3 separate regions of the Sus scrofa genome follow, and regions 1 and 2 are each linked to region 3. Evidence: chromatin contacts called from public Hi-C and promoter capture Hi-C data. All regions are on one chromosome and are shown on one strand. Each heading gives the region's core, a stretch centred on a gene start, on an enhancer-like site or on the middle of the called end of the contact. The rest is flanking DNA. Distances are from core to core; before and after follow the strand shown. Region 1 holds the start of CDK19 (cyclin-dependent kinase 19). Region 2 holds the start of AMD1 (S-adenosylmethionine decarboxylase proenzyme). Region 3 overlaps CDK19 (cyclin-dependent kinase 19).

The links. Promoter capture Hi-C pulls out the DNA fragments that hold promoters and counts their contacts. Hi-C and Micro-C count contacts between places; a contact is called where the count stands out from the background.
Region 1: a contact with region 3 is called in a Hi-C map of liver, with 7 times the contacts expected there. The contact joins the promoter of CDK19 here to the enhancer-like site in region 3. A contact is called at or near these places in 3 of 5 promoter capture datasets (fetal liver, fetal skeletal muscle and liver), 10 of 47 Hi-C or Micro-C datasets (alveolar macrophages, embryonic fibroblasts, fetal liver and 5 more) and 2 of 2 datasets of contacts at active chromatin or transcription factors (alveolar macrophages and skeletal muscle).
Region 2: a contact with region 3 is called in a promoter capture Hi-C map of liver, with 8 times the contacts expected there. The contact joins the promoter of AMD1 here to the enhancer-like site in region 3. A contact is called at or near these places in 4 of 5 promoter capture datasets (fetal liver, fetal skeletal muscle, liver and 1 more), 6 of 47 Hi-C or Micro-C datasets (embryonic fibroblasts, fibroblasts, heart right ventricle and 2 more) and 2 of 2 datasets of contacts at active chromatin or transcription factors (alveolar macrophages and skeletal muscle).

The regions. Positions count from the first base shown.
Region 1 is chr1:76,792,103-76,794,809 of Sscrofa11.1, forward strand. It overlaps CDK19 (cyclin-dependent kinase 19), which reads right to left and starts at 1,374. Exons shown (of 12, transcript XM_021091172.1): 1 at 931-1,374. The coding sequence starts at 1,058.
Region 2 is chr1:76,838,166-76,840,865 of Sscrofa11.1, forward strand. AMD1 (S-adenosylmethionine decarboxylase proenzyme) reads left to right here and starts at 1,283. Exons shown (of 9, transcript XM_003121345.6): 1 at 1,283-2,002. The coding sequence starts at 1,893.
Region 3 is chr1:76,660,463-76,663,162 of Sscrofa11.1, forward strand. All of the region lies in intron 2 of CDK19 (cyclin-dependent kinase 19), which reads right to left. Among named protein-coding and RNA genes, the nearest start is that of CDK19, 130 kb to the right of the region's middle. Within about 2 kb of position 1,414, at least 6 of the 83 cell types and tissues checked have an H3K27ac peak or open chromatin away from gene starts, as enhancers often do. A contact at or near this core is called in fetal liver and liver, where this site is marked.

The DNA.
Region 1 (2,707 bases), core at 124-2,623, 130 kb after region 3:
CTCCTAAGAGAACAATCAGGACGGGCTTCCTATGATTTTCTTTCAAGTCCAAGGAAAACAAGGGTTCTGGCCCAACTCCGTGCCACTTGAATTCCGTTATGGGTAATCTAGGTGCCCAATAAACCGCAGCACGCAGCCACTTGGCAGAGGATGGAGTGGAGAACCTAAGAATACCCAAGGGGAGGCTGCTGGAGGATGGGATGGGTTACCACACCGAACTCTTAAGTTCTGCGGGCAAAACCTGGTTGGTCTCTCAGAAGGTCTACATTCAAGGGAAGGTGCGGAATGGAGAATGTGAGAAAGCAAGATCGGAGGTGGGCGAAGCGAGGTGGAGAAGTGGCCGGGTTTTCCACAGGGACTGAAGGGACTGCGCGGAGGGGCCAGAGCGCTGGCTCGCCCCCAGGGAAAAGGTGCCCAACGGCTCAGACCCGTGAGGCTGGCGAGGACCCAGGCACTCGGCAGCCCGACGGAGACCTCGGCGAGGTTTCAAACCTCCGCCCCCGGGAGGCGCTCAGCCGATTGGAAGTTCCACCACGACCGTCACCAACCGAGGGCCAGAGCGGCAACTCCTCCGCAAGGCTCTCCCAGACCTCTGCGTCTCCCCCGGAGACCAAAGCCCCACAAACTCCACATCCAACCGAGGTCCCAACTCGAGTCCCGCCGCCAGTTCCATGCACGCGGAGGGTGCCCTCCGGGACGAAACCGACACCCCGCGACGGGGCTGCGCCGCAGGAGTTTGAGGGGCGCGACGGGGCCCGCGCGAGCGGGCAGAACCCGTGTCCCTCAGAGTCCGCCTCGGGACGCGGCCCCGGGACCACGTCCGCCTCGCCCCCCGGGCTTGGCCCGTCCGGGCTCCGACCCACCCATCCCGCGCGGTCGCGGGCAGGGCGAGGACCCGAACGAGCCTACTCCCCCCGCCCCTGCTCTTACCCATCTTTTCGCCTCGCCTTGTAGACGTGCCCGTAGGTGCCGCGTCCCACTTTGCACCCTTCGTACTCAAACAAATCCTCCACCCGCTCCCGCTCCGCCGCCAGCTTCGCCTTGAAATCATAATCCATTGTCTGCTTTCCCCATAGAGGCACCGGGACGCGGGGGCCGCCGCCACTCAGTCCCTCCTCCTCCTCCTCCTCCCCCCCGCGACCGCCGCTCCACTTCTCCAACAACCGCCTCTGGGGCGCGCGCGCGCCGCCCGCCGCCCGGCAGTCCGCCTTCAGCAAGGGACTCCTCGGCGGCCACGGCGGCCACCTCCTCCACCTCCTCCTCCTCTGCGGCGGCGGCGGCGGCGGCGGCAGCGGCGGCGGCTGCGGCTCCTACAGGCACCCTCAGTCCCGCCTCCCCCTTCATTTCCTTGTTTTGGAACCTGGTGGGCCGCGCCGCGGCTTCCTCGAGCTCATTAACGAACCATCCCTCCCGCCCCCGAGGCCGCGGAGACTCCTGGGAAATGTAGTTCCATAAACCTCAGGAACAGTTGAGTGATGCGGTAGAATGAAATACAATACCCAGGTTACCTTGGGCCGCTACAGCCCCGCCTCTACAAGACATGCACGCTTGCGCACTGAGGCCGCCCCTCCCCCCTCAGGTAGCTTTGGACTGCTAGTTCCTGTGAAGGTAGAAAGTGCAAACTTGCAGTGTGCTTTCTGCGAGTCTGTGGAAGCTGGTGGAAAGAAGGTCCTTTTTCTGGTGTAAGGAAGGTACTCTATTATAACTGCCCCCAGGAGAGGAGGAGAGTGGAAAGTATTTAACAAGGGCTTTGCCCACGAGTTTCCTCCAGTGGTTTGCTAGACGAGGACTGTGGTGAGAGCAGTTGTACTGCAGATTGTTGTTTGTTTTTGGTGGCAGTTGGTCCGCCTCCCGCCCCGTCCCGCATCCAACAGCTCATTGGCGGAGACTTAAGAATGACGTCCTCGTTGGTGCGTGGGTATCCCTGCTTTGGCTTCTTTCCGGCTCTTGATTGGTAATTGGATGTGCTAGGTTCTTTCTGATAGGTTAATCTTTTTTCTTTGCGGTGCAAAAACCGTATTTCAAAAACTGAACTTTTAGCGGTTTCCTGGTTCTACCGTCGGCGTCGGCCTGAAAACCTGTAACTTAAAGGTCCTAGCAGCCAATCATCCTTGGCGCTCTAGTCGTAGTCTTCTCCTAACATAAGTGATTCCCGTAGCCAAGCTTTTGGCCAACTGTCTGAGGACTATTAAAGTGCCTGCAGGATGCAGCAATTTAAAAACAATCATTTGTATTGGATTGTAAAGAGTGTCTTAAGGTTTATGCCTAACAGTGACGTTTTCCTAGAATGTTTAAATCTCCTTAAGGTGAATGTTGGTTCATTATTGCGTGCCTAAAACGTATCAGATGCTTGGGATACAATCTTAAAAATCATTGGTGCTATGATAGGACTTAACATACCACATTCAGTGAAAGCACAAGAGGAGGAAATAGTCAATTCTACCTAATGTGGTAAGGAAAGTTAAGAGTGACTTGCCTGCTAGGTTTTGGAAGAAACTTGGAAAACTGGATGGGGAGGGGGTTCATTTATTTATTACAACAGTAAGTTTCCTGGAAAATTTCCTCAGATCTTGAAGTAAATCGTGAAGTATCTGAGTGTCTGTTATTTCCAGGTACTATGGTAAGTGCTGCAGATAACCAGCTAAAATTGGTCTTTTCCATCCGGAGATTAAAACGTGTTAAAGTAAACATGCAAGCAAATTAAAAA
Region 2 (2,700 bases), core at 33-2,532, 180 kb after region 3:
AATACTTCTTTTATCTTTATTCCAAGTATAACCACCACATTCTTTGAATTATTATAATAAGCAACATTCATTATCTTTTGTCCCAATCCCCAGTTTGAGTTGGATGCTTTTAAAAACATGGCAAGAGTAGCATATGTACCCACTGCATAACATAGCTTCTTTCAACAGCAAAGTTTGACGGAGAAATATGAACAAATTCATGTTGTTGTAAAACAAGTACTACCCTGCAGGGAATCTAGAGTACAAACCCAAACTACTTCATTAAGTTTTTCACACATAACAACGTTGTCTTATTTCACTTGTAGCTGAGGAAATTCTCTAAGGACGGTGAGTCTTTTGTCTTGTAACAATGGTGATTTTTATGTCAGATTGTTTTTACCATATTTCAGAATAAAAGTCACAACTTTGTTTCCACAATTTTGCCACCTCGTTATACAGTTTGACTACGACTTCACAATTTTTACACTTTACTTGATTATTGAAACTATAGATTCATGAGTCTAGTGATCACGACTAGTGATAGCCCTGAATCCCTGTTAATATCCGTGCAATTTCAGATTATACTTATTATTTTTATTGATTCTTTAAATCTTATAGTGCGTCACAATTTTCATGTTTCTAACAGATGACTTCATATAATTCCATAATTCCTTTTTTCCTCCTTTACCCCCGTATTGCTCCAAGCAATAATAACTCCTTTCCCCTCCTTTTGATGCAAACAATTTCAGGTTATATTTAATAAATCAGGTTCTAGAAATAGTTTTGCAGAAGAAATTCCCACCAGTTGACCTAATTGAGCACGGAGTTGCCAGTGCTTCACGGCAGCTACTGTGCTCCGCCAACTCCGAGGCTTGGCGAGCCACATGGTGGGAGGTAGGTAGAGCCGGAGTCCTTCAAGGCTGGGCGCCACGTTGCTTTTCCCTTTTTGAATAGGGAGACAGCGCTTCTGGCTATTGTGTAAAACGGTAAGAGAACTGCGTTCGTTCGCACATCAGCAAAAGCGTGAGCAGAATTAAAGCGCCTTCTAATTCGACCCTTGGCAACATGTGCGTCACGGACAAACGTGGAGTTTTAACGCCTGGCTTCGGTGGCCTTAGGGAAGTACACTTTAGAGAATGGCTGAGTACCTCAGCGATCGCGGCGAAGTGCACAGGATCAAAACCACCACGCCATCCCAGCAGTGGCCACCGCCCCCGCCGAACCCCGCCAACCCTCCAGAGGACCCACCCATGTTCCCCGCTAGCCAGTTGTTTTACGCAGCGCTACGCAGCCTTTCCTCACTCCGTCCCCGCTCTGCCACTCTCTCCACATTCGACCCCCGATTCCTAGTCCCCAGCCGGACAACAGAGTACCGTCTCCCGCCCAGGGGCCACCCCGAAATCGAACCGCAGGGACACGGGCCGCTCCCCGCGCTCCTCGCAGGCGGGCGGCTAGCCAGCCGCAAATGGGCGGCTGGTGATTGACAGGAGACTGGAGCTATGAGCCGCGGGGGAGGGACGTTACGTCACTTCCTGGCCTCTGGGGGTAGACGGAGTATATAAATTCCCGACTCACGCAGCGCCCTCGCTCCCACAGTATGGCCGGCGACATTAGCTAGCGCTCGCTCTACTCTCTCTAACGGGGAAACAGCGGACTACAAGAGACTGAGCTGTATCTGCCTCTATTTCCAACAGACTCACGTTCAACTTTCGCTCACACACACAAAAAAAAAAGCCGGGAAAATTTTATTAGCCCTTTTTTTAAAAAAGTTAATATAAAATTATAGCAAAAAAAGGAACCTGAACTTTAGTAACACAGCTGGAACAATCCGCAGCGGCGGCGGCAGCGGCGGGAGAAGAGATTTAATTTAGTTGATTTTCTGTGGTTGTTGGTTGTTCGCTAGTCTCACGGTGATGGAAGCTGCACATTTTTTCGAAGGGACCGAGAAGCTGCTGGAGGTTTGGTTCTCCAGGCAGCAGCCCGACGCAAATCAAGGATCTGGGGATCTTCGCACCATCCCAAGGTGGGTGCTCGGGGCTCTCGCCCACTGTCGGGTATGGGGTCTGTCGCCGCCTGGAAGGCAGTAGCCCTAGGCAGAGAGGGGGCGGGGGCTGGATTCCCGCAGCCTTCTGGTGGGGGCAGGTCCGTGGGCGGGGGTCGTTTTGTGGCCTTGGCCTGGGCCCCGGCGCCGGGGGGAGAGGCCAGGTCCACGCGGAGCCCGAGCCGGCTTCTCCCGCCACCGTTGCCCGGCCGGGCGCTGCCCGGGGGAGGGGAGGAGGCCGGCGCCGCCGCGTGCTCAGGTAACGTCCCCGGCGCGGCGTGTGGGACGGCGTGCAGCGCCGCTCGGGGTGCTTTGGCTGCCCTCGCCTCCCGACTTCCCCCCCACCCGCCCCGGAGTAGGTTGTCGGGGCCCGGGGTGGGGTGCCTGGCGCCGGGGGGTGGGCGCGTGCTCCCTCCAGGCAGGTGTGGCTCGGCGGGCTTAGTCAGGCGCTAATTCGGGCGTGCCCGCCTCTGGAGTGGAAGAGGGAGGGAGCGGGTCGGGAACAGAGGAGGGAGGGGGCTGATCGGGAGTCGGACTCTTTCTCTCCGCTTGAGGCGGGAGGAGGGGGCCTGCCCGGGCAGAGGGGCTGGCGAGCAGGCCTCCCGCCCGCGGTCGGCGCTGGCAGCATGTGGCGCCCGGCCGGCGGGGATTGGGCGGGAGCAGTGGTGTCGCAGTGGCTG
Region 3 (2,700 bases), core at 164-2,663:
AGTTTCCCCTACATATTTACCTTCCCACAGTTTGCAAACCCTTTGTCTTGTCACGTCTCTACAATTTATGGCTCTTGGTTAAAAATGGCATATCAGGTTGACTTATTTCTTGGCATCTTCATTTCTTTTCTAGGGAGGCCACTATGTCACACAAAAATTAACATCAAATAAAGTCAATATGCTTTTCTCTTCTTAAAATATTAAAAATTAAAATAAATGAAAGGCTGCAAAATATTAAATGTTTATAAAAAAGCAACTATACCAAAATGTTAATATAGTTATCTCTAGGGAATGGGATTGTGTGATTTTTCTTTCTTCCTATTCTTCTACTTGATGCATTTTCTATACTGAGCATTACTCATATAATTTACACACACACACATAGACACACACACACAAGCCCTTTCTCTTCAGAAATCTACCCGCTAAGATACTATCGTGCTAGTGAAGCTTCTTTCACATTTGATCTGAAAAAGGATAAAAGAAAGAGATGATGATCGCGCTGGTACTTTCCTGAACTCTTGGCAATATCACATCTTGGCAATGGACTTTAATCTCTTGTCACACAAATATTTGTTCAACATGACATCATGCAACTACAAATATGCCTTAATCACATAAAGAGCAGTTAACTATAGCATGATTTTCCTGTCAAAACCCCACACTAAGAGATAATATCTCTTCCAGATACTTACAGATTACTAACATGATCCCAAAGGAGCCTAATGAAAAATGTGCAACGGGCATGCAAAGACTTTTTCTGATTCCCCTTCCAGGGCATATAAGTGACTATAAAAAATGTCCGCTTTTCACTGTCCTAAACATATAACAATCTAAAGCTGTAATTCTAAACTTTGTTCTCTAAAGCACTATTGAGGATCCTGACTCCATTTGGGAACTCTTATGCTACACTATCAATTACAGAATCTGTTTGTATTTTAATCCACCCATCTTTCTTCCTGTTTCATCCGCACTTTTTGTTCGCCAAGTCTCTGATGCCCCAGGGCTTCCAGATTCCTTTTTCAGAGTATCTAAAAGGAAAGGGTCCTCTTATGCTTCAATAACTCACTTATCTCAAAGTAAATCCAATTTTTTATTCGCATTTGATCTGTAATATGTAACAGAATGATTCATTTGACCATTGATCTTTATTTTTAGAAAGCTTTATTTTTAGAATGCATTCATTGAGTGTAACATTTTTTAATGTGTAACCCTCCCCTCCCTACAAAAAAAAAAAAAAGGAAAATAAATGAGGAAATGTACTTGGTAGCAAACAGGAGATTCACCTAACTTCAAAATGCCCCAGCATTCCTAAGCTGAAATTTAAGAATTAGCATTTTGACACCTGACACTTTCACTCCTGTGACAAGCTTTAGGGAAGGACCTTACAAGCACATAGATACATTATAACCTTCCAGCAGGTGGCACTCATACTCTGAAGAGGGGTCTATAAAACAGTAAACCAGCCCAGGTTCAAGGTAGCCCTAAATTTTTTGCTTTATTTTACTTTAGCAACACTGCTTAGGTACCAGTCATAAGCTTCAAGGAGGTCAGTGGTCCCCACTGCCATCCAGTGGAAATGACAGTGAGGCAGCAGGTATAATACAAAAAGCACAGATTTTAGAATTCAGAAACCTGAGTTTAAGCCCTGACCACAGCTATGCAGAGCAAGATGCTTAACTCCTCAGAGGCTTAGAGAGGGGGAAAAAAAAATATACTGATAAACACACTCAGTTTCTGCAAGGATTAAATGAATGTACATAACTATATATCACAATGCTTAGAAAACATTAAAAACTTGACAAACTATAGTTATTGCTCTTATAACCACCACTATTGGCAAGAATGTTATGAGGACTAAATGTGGTAAGTAGAACGTCTGGCATGCTTTAAGTTTTTTTTTGGGGGGGGTTGTTTTTTGTTTGTTTGTTTGTTTTTTAGGGCATTACCCACAGGATATGGAGGTTCCCGGGCTAGGAGTCCAATTGGAGCTACAGCTGCCAGCCTACACCACTGTCACAGAGACACAGGATCCAAGCTGCTTCTGCAATCTACACCACAGCGCACGGCAACGCTGGATCCTTAACCCAATGAGCAAGGCCAGGGATGGAACCTGCATCCTCATGGATACTACTTGGGTTTATTAACCACTGAGCCATGCCAGGAACTTCTCTTTAAGGTTTTGATAAACACTAGCTATTATTACTGTACCTAACTGAGAAAGGCTAGGCACTACAGGCATAGAACCTCATTGGAGAGAGACATGCTGTGATTGGGGCATGCCATCACATTTATTTCCCAAAGTGCCTGAAACACTCTGTTAGCAGGTTGTATAATAATAGTATGGCTACGGGAAAGTTAGTTCACTTTCCACTTTGCAACAGATGATCTAGTTTCCTTTTCTCTTTGATTTTATTACTACATGTACTTGGTCTGAGAGAGATGTGAAAGCAAGTGAGATTGGTAATAAATAAGAAGCTTACATCCTCTTAACTATGACAGCATAAGTGCTCTTTTCAAAGTTGAATGTTTAATCTTTTACGTAACATACTCCACATGAGAAAAATCAGATACAGTTCTTATAAATCAATGGCACTCTGAATATACAAACTTTAAGTATAAAAAATGAAACAGATGCAAATCAAAATAGTTTACAAGCAAAACCTAAATTACCTGGAATTCTCAGGGGCATTCTGATTC